2 separate regions of the Sus scrofa genome follow, and region 2 is linked to region 1. A link is a contact called in public targeted proximity ligation data. All regions are on one chromosome and are shown on one strand. The core of a region is the stretch at or near the end of the contact, and the rest is flanking DNA. Distances in the headings are between cores, read along the strand shown.

The links.
Region 2: a targeted proximity ligation map of alveolar macrophages shows a contact between it and region 1. A contact is called at or near these places in 1 of 47 Hi-C or Micro-C datasets (embryonic fibroblasts) and 1 of 2 datasets of targeted methods (alveolar macrophages).

Annotation. Positions count from the first base shown.
Region 1 is chr5:16,218,445-16,221,595 of Sscrofa11.1, forward strand. All of the region lies in intron 2 of LARP4 (la-related protein 4), which reads left to right. Among named protein-coding and RNA genes, the nearest start is that of LARP4, 43 kb to the left of the region's middle.
Region 2 is chr5:16,514,759-16,518,157 of Sscrofa11.1, forward strand. All of the region lies in intron 4 of DIP2B (disco-interacting protein 2 homolog B), which reads left to right. Among named protein-coding and RNA genes, the nearest start is that of ATF1, 100 kb to the right of the region's middle.

The DNA.
Region 1 (3,151 bases), core at 492-2,991:
TTCATGGCAAAGCCAGATCCCTGACCCACTGAGCAGGGCCAGGAATTGAACCCACATCCTCATGGATACTAGTCAGATTCATTTCTTCCACGCCACAATGGGAATTCCTGAACATGATTGCTTTTGTAATTGGAAAGAAATTATTTTACTGAAATTTTCATAAGGAAATCATCATATAAATATATAAACTTGTGCAAAGATATTTGCTGCAGCGTTGTCTGCAGTGTTGAAAAAGATACAGATTTCTATCAGTAGGAGAACAGTTCGCTAAATTGTGATAGCTCTATGCAATAAATATCATACAGCCAATACATTAAGTCTAGGAGTTCCTGTCCTGGTGCAGCGGAAATGAATCCGACTAGGAATCATGAGGTGGTGGGTTCAATCCCTGGCGTCGCTAGGTGGGTTAAGGATCTGGTGTTGCTGTGAGCTATGGTGTAGGTCAAAGATTCAGCTTGGATCTGGCGTTGTTGTGGCTGTAGCGTAGGCCAGCAGCTGCAGCTCTGATTGGACCCCTAGCCTGGGAAGCTCCTTATGCCATGGGTGCAGCCCTAAAAAGACAAAAAGCCAAAAAAAAAAAAAAAACCAAAAAAACCCAAAACAAAAATAAAAACAGGAGTTCCCGTCGTGGCGCAGTGGTTAACGAATCCGACTAGGAACCATGAGGTTGTGGGTTCGATCCCTGCCCTTGCTCGGTGGGTTAACGATCCGGCGTTGCCGTGAGCTGTAGTGTAGGTTGCAGACGCGGCTCGGATCCTGCGTTGCTGTGGCTCTGGCGTAGGCTGGTGGCTACAGCTCCGATTCGACCCCTAGCCTGGGAACCTCCATATGCCGCGGAAGCGGTCCAAGAAATAGCAAAAAGACAAGAAGACAAAAAAATAATAATAATAAATAAAAACAATAAATATCTATTAACATAGAAAAATTTCAGAGTTTCTGTCGCACAGCCGAAATGAATCCAGCTAGGAACCATGAGATTGCAAGTTCTATCCCTGCAATCAGTGGGTTAAGGATCTGGCACTGCCATGAGCTGTGGTGTAGGTTGTAGATGTGGCTCCGTTCCTGGGAGGCTGTGGCTGTGGTGTAGGCCAGCAATTGTAGCTCTGATTCGACCCCTAGCCTGGGAACCTCCATATGCTGTGGGTGCGGCCCTAAAAAGCAAAAACAAAACACAAAAACAAAGAAAAAACAGAAAATTTTCAAAGATGCACTATTATGTGAAACAAAGCGAGTTAAAAGACGTTTCTGATATGAGCCCATTTTTGCAACCAAAATGTAAGTGCAGAGAAATTTTTTTTTTTTTTTGTCTTTTTGCTATTTCTTGGGCCGCTCCCTCGGCATATGGAGGTTCCCAGGCTAGGGGTCGAATCAGAGCTGTTGCTGCCGGCCTGCACCACAGCCACAGCAACACCAGATCCGAGCTGAGTCTGTGACCCACACAACAGCTCACAGCATCACTGCATCGCTGGATCCTTAACCCACTGAGCAAGGCCAGGGATTGAACCCGAAGCCTCATGGTTCCTAGTTGGATTCATTTCCGCTGCGCCACGATGGGAACCTCAAAAAACCCTTAATTGTAATTGATGAATTGCTGGAGGCTCAGTATAGCAAGTCTGAGAGTTAAAAAATCCAAGGGGACCTCATCAAAGGGATCTTCAGAAACTCTACTAGATCCTGACAGTGAAGATTGTAGAAAAATCCCCTCATGTTTCCCTCAGGGGAAGGAGAAGTATAACCGTTTTGAAATACAGCAGAGCATTCTGTTCTTAGCAAATCTGCCCTCAAGAGAAACTATTTTGCCAGAGTCTAACATGCCAGAGTTTTAACGGGACCCAAACTGGAGGAAAAGGAAAAAACAATTCCAGCTCCCTCTAGGCATCCTGTCCCATCTAAGGTAGTGTAGGGTCAGGAAGACTGAGAAGCACTGGTGAAGTTCACGGTCCAGAGGCATAGGTTCTCCAAAAGACTGAGACCTATTTAATCATAGAACTATAAAATGTTTTCCCCTTCCTCCAGACCTCAGCAGCACACCCTTGAAGACCTCTTTTCCTTTCACATAGTATAGCACGTCCAGATTTCAATAAAAAATTACAAGCCTCACTAAAAGGCAGTAAATACAGCTTGAAGAGATGAACAAGCCTCAGAAGCAGAGTAAGATATGTAGGGATGTTGTAATTATCAGGCTGCAATTTAAATTAACTATGATTAATATGCTATGGATTTTGATGAAAAAGTAGGCAGCTTGCAAGAACAGATGGATAATGTAAGCAGAGAGAGGGGCATTCTAAGAAGGAATCAAAAAGAAATGCTGGAGATCAGAAACAAACAGAAATGAGGAATGCCTCTGCTGGCCTGATTAGTAGACTGAGGATGACTGAGCAAAAATCTCTGAGCTTGAGGATATGACAATAGAAACTTCCAGAACTGAAAAAGAGAAAAAAGACAAAAAAATAGAACAGAATACACACACACACACACACACACACACCACACACACACACACACACACACACACACAAGCAATAACTGCAGAACAACTAATAAAAAATGTAACATACATGTTAAGAGAGTACCAGGAGAAGAAAGAAAGCAACAGAAGCAACATTGGAAGCACTGACTACTGAGAATTTCCTCAAATTAATGTCAGACACCAAACCACAGAACCAGGAAACTCAAAGAACACCAAGCAGAAAAAATGCCAAAAACAACCTATATTTTTTGTGGCCATGAAAAACACCTTAACAAACCTGAAAGAACAGAAATCATCCAATGTCTGATCTCACACCATAATGGAATTAAACAATAAAAAAAAGTTAACTGGAAAATCCTAAAATACACGGAAATTAAACACCCTTGGAGTTCCCAGCATGGCTCAGTGGTAACGAATCTGACTTGTATCCATGAGGAAGCAGGTTCAGTCCCTGGCGTCACTCAGCGGGTTAAAGATCCGGTGTTGCCATGAACTGAGGTGTAGGTCACAGTCATGGCTCAGATCCTGAGTTGCTGTTTGTGGTGTAGGCCTAGCAGCTCTAGCTCCAATTCATCTCCTAGCCTGGGAACTTCCATATGTCATGGGTGTGGCCCTAAAAGACAAAGACAAAAAAAAAAAAAAAAAACAACTCTTGTAAATAATACATGGGTCAAGGAAGAA
Region 2 (3,399 bases), core at 728-3,227, 300 kb after region 1:
CATCGTTCAGTGGCTTAAGGATCTGGCGTTGCTGTGGCTCTGGCGCAGGCCGGCAACTGTAGCTCTGATTAGACCCTTAGCCTGAGAACCTACACCTGTCCGTGAGCGTGGCCCTAAAAAGCAAGAAAGGAAAAGTTTTCCTGTTCACTTATCTCCTGTTGTGGGGTCTCTGTGTAGTATGTGAGAGACATTAATTTGCTCTTAGGGACATCAGTGGTATCAAATAGCAGAGGAATTCTCTCTCATTGAGAGCACCCTACATGGTGATTTCTCACTCGGCCCCCACTTAGAGCTGGATCTTGAGGCTTTTATTCAACAATTACGCACATGCTTGTGTGCTCCACTGTGAGGGAGTGTGATCATAAGGCTTCCATTAACCCCTTTCATTTGAGGGGGTGGAACTTGCTGTTCCCAAGGTAGGATCTGGATTCCATTCTCTCCAAGCATCTGAGAGCCACCTGTTAGAGACTTGGCTAGTGCAGTTTAATCTTTCAGCACTATTTCTCTGAACCTGTTATAGCCTCACACAGGCATGGTAGGTTGTTACCTTGCGCTGAAGGGGTGGAGAGGAAGAGGAGAACTGGCATGAATTATTGTAATTATAGGCTGATTTTTAAAAGCCAGTTTCTAGGGCAGAGTTCCTGCCGTGGCACAGTGGGTTAAGAATCCGAGGAGTTCCCATCCTGGCTCAGTGGTTAACGAATCCAACTAGAACCATGAGGTTGTGGGTTCAATCCCTGGCCTTGCTCAGTGGGTTAAGGATCTAGCATTGCCGTGAGCTGTGGTGTAGGTTGCAGACACGGCTCAGATCCCGAGTTGCTGTGGCTGTGGCATAGGTCGGCGGCTACAGCTTCGATTCGACCTCCATATGTTGCGGGAGTGGCCCAAGAAATGGCAAAAAGACAAAAAAAAAAAAAAAAAAAAAAAAAAGAATCCGGCTACACCAGCTTGGATCACTGCAGAGGTGCGGGTTCAATCCCCAGCCTGGTGCAGTGGGTTAAAGGATCCAGCATCACTGTGGCTATGGCTGTAGGTCACAGCTGCAGCTTGGATTCAGTCCCTGCCGTGGGGAGTTCCTGTTGTAGCTGAGCAGATTAAGAACCCAGCAAGTGTCCATGAGGATGTGGGTTCAATCCCTGGCCTTGCTCATTGGGTTAAGGATCCAGTGTTGCCTCAAGCTGCAGTGTAGGTCTCAGATGTGGCTTGGATCAGGTGTAGCTGTGGCTGTGGTATAAGAGGCTGGCAGCTGCAGTTCCCACTGGACTCCTAGCCTGGGAACTTCCGTATGCCACAGGTGTGGCCATTAAAGGGGAAAAAAAATGTTTTCTTGGGCCATTGTAAAAGTGACCTTGCTATGACTTTCTTAAAAAGTTGTGCCCCTCTTACAGGGCACAATTAACCTCAGATTTCACAGTATGTTAATCATGTTGTCCTTTGTGCACTATCAGAGGTCACACCACACACACATCCCAAAGCCTGCTTCTGGTCAGGGCCCTTACCCTGCACCTGGTGTGCCACATGGACCTAGTTTCTGGGGTGCTGCTGGAGCTCACTGCTAGTCGGCTTCTCTGGGAGGCACCCAGCATGTAACGGTCAAAATTACTGAATTGTTGAGAACTTAGAGCTGTTTTTTGAGGGATTTAATAAAAAGGATTTAAGGAGTAAACTATGACATAAATCTCAGCTTTATCCGTAGTATCATATAGTCTGGAAAATATGGTAAATAGTTGGCCTGCGAAATAATTTGTCTTTTGTTCATAAATCCTCAAATAATAAAATGTCTGTCAACCTGAAATTTGCTTATTGACATGTGCACTGATTTTGGTCGTGTGGATTGGAAATTTTAAATTCTCCAAGTTGGTAGCATTCTCTGGTTCTTTTCGTGCCTGTGGCCTTTTTCAGTCTTTTAGACCGCTTGAATTACTGCCATCCAATTCCCTTTATGTGCTGAAATCATTGACTAATGTCATGAGGCAATTACCTCAGCTCTTTCTTTGTAGGGGTTCTTTGTGTAACGCTATTACTCATTCATACAGATAAACACAATGCAAAAACTACAGCATATATTTTTTCCCCCGCTAAGCTTTTTCTGCACCCGTGTGGACTTGCCCTGCGTTGCATCCTGAGGGTATGAGGATGACCAAATAGACCAAATAATGACCCCAAAGCACAGTAAGCTGTTTTGAGTGGCTTGTGTAGAATAGGGTTTAAAATTTAGAAGTCTGTCTCACACAGGGCTCCACTTGAAAGTGACTTTAGTAGTAATTCATAGAGCCAGACAAGGAGAAATTACCTGTCTCTATTTCTGTATGTGAAAATGATGCCCATGAATAGACTGAGATAGCATTATACTTTTAACCTTTAGCAATGCTTTATAGAATTATAGTATGCAAAGGATTTTCTATATACCAGTGGCTGCCTTCCTTGTTTGTTCCTCATAACTCTCTACTCCGTGAAGTGGGAAATCCAGATTTCTTTAGAGATGAGGAAACAAACAGATTTATAGTGACTATGTGATTTGCCCCAGCTTATACAGCAATTATGTGGCAGGGTCAAGTTTCTTGATTTTTTTTTTTTTTACTGTACTAAAGCATCATGTTTGAGAAGTCCTTTTTTACTTAATAGGCATTCCTATATCTATTATTCCAAACAAATGTAATAGCTATGGCCTTCTGGGAGCTTATAGTCCAAAACATGTATTAGTCAGTTACCAACTTGGAGAGTTTTCTTGAAATATTCTAATGTTATTCGAAACCACAGAATTAACAGAGATGGCAAATTAGACCTCCGTAAATGTGCTCTAATTAATAGATTTGGATCTTTTAATAACATACTTTCATAATTGGTATGGGTTATGAGCAATGCGCCATAATTACTGGGAGGATTAGTATTCAATATTCTTTAAGCCAAAGCACAATAAAAATCCACCCTATCAGGTTGAATTTGTTTATTTCAATAGGTGATTGCGAAATTTAAGGTTTGCCAGTAAAAATAATTTCACAGTTACTATTTCTTGAGTACCTCTGTATAGTAGTCAAAGGGCTAAGTGCTTAACATATATTTTTTCATTATTTGTTTTCTCAACAATTCTCTGTCCCATTTTACAGATGAGAAAACAGGTTTAGACAGGCTCAGTAACTTGCTTGGACATCTGTTTCTAGCTGTGTAGTCAGTTAAATAACCTGAAAATTCTCTCCTAGAAACAGGAGAAAGAAAATTTCTCTTTAAACATTCTAGATAGGATATAATCAGCTTCCTTTTAAATACATACAGAAGTAGGAGAGGGAGAAAATGATGACTGAAAATGGGTGCAGTGAGATGGGGCTGACTTTGGCTGCCCTGGGGGGAGGGAGACAGTAAACAAGGAGCCTAAATGTTAATTACTACGGGGGTAGAAAA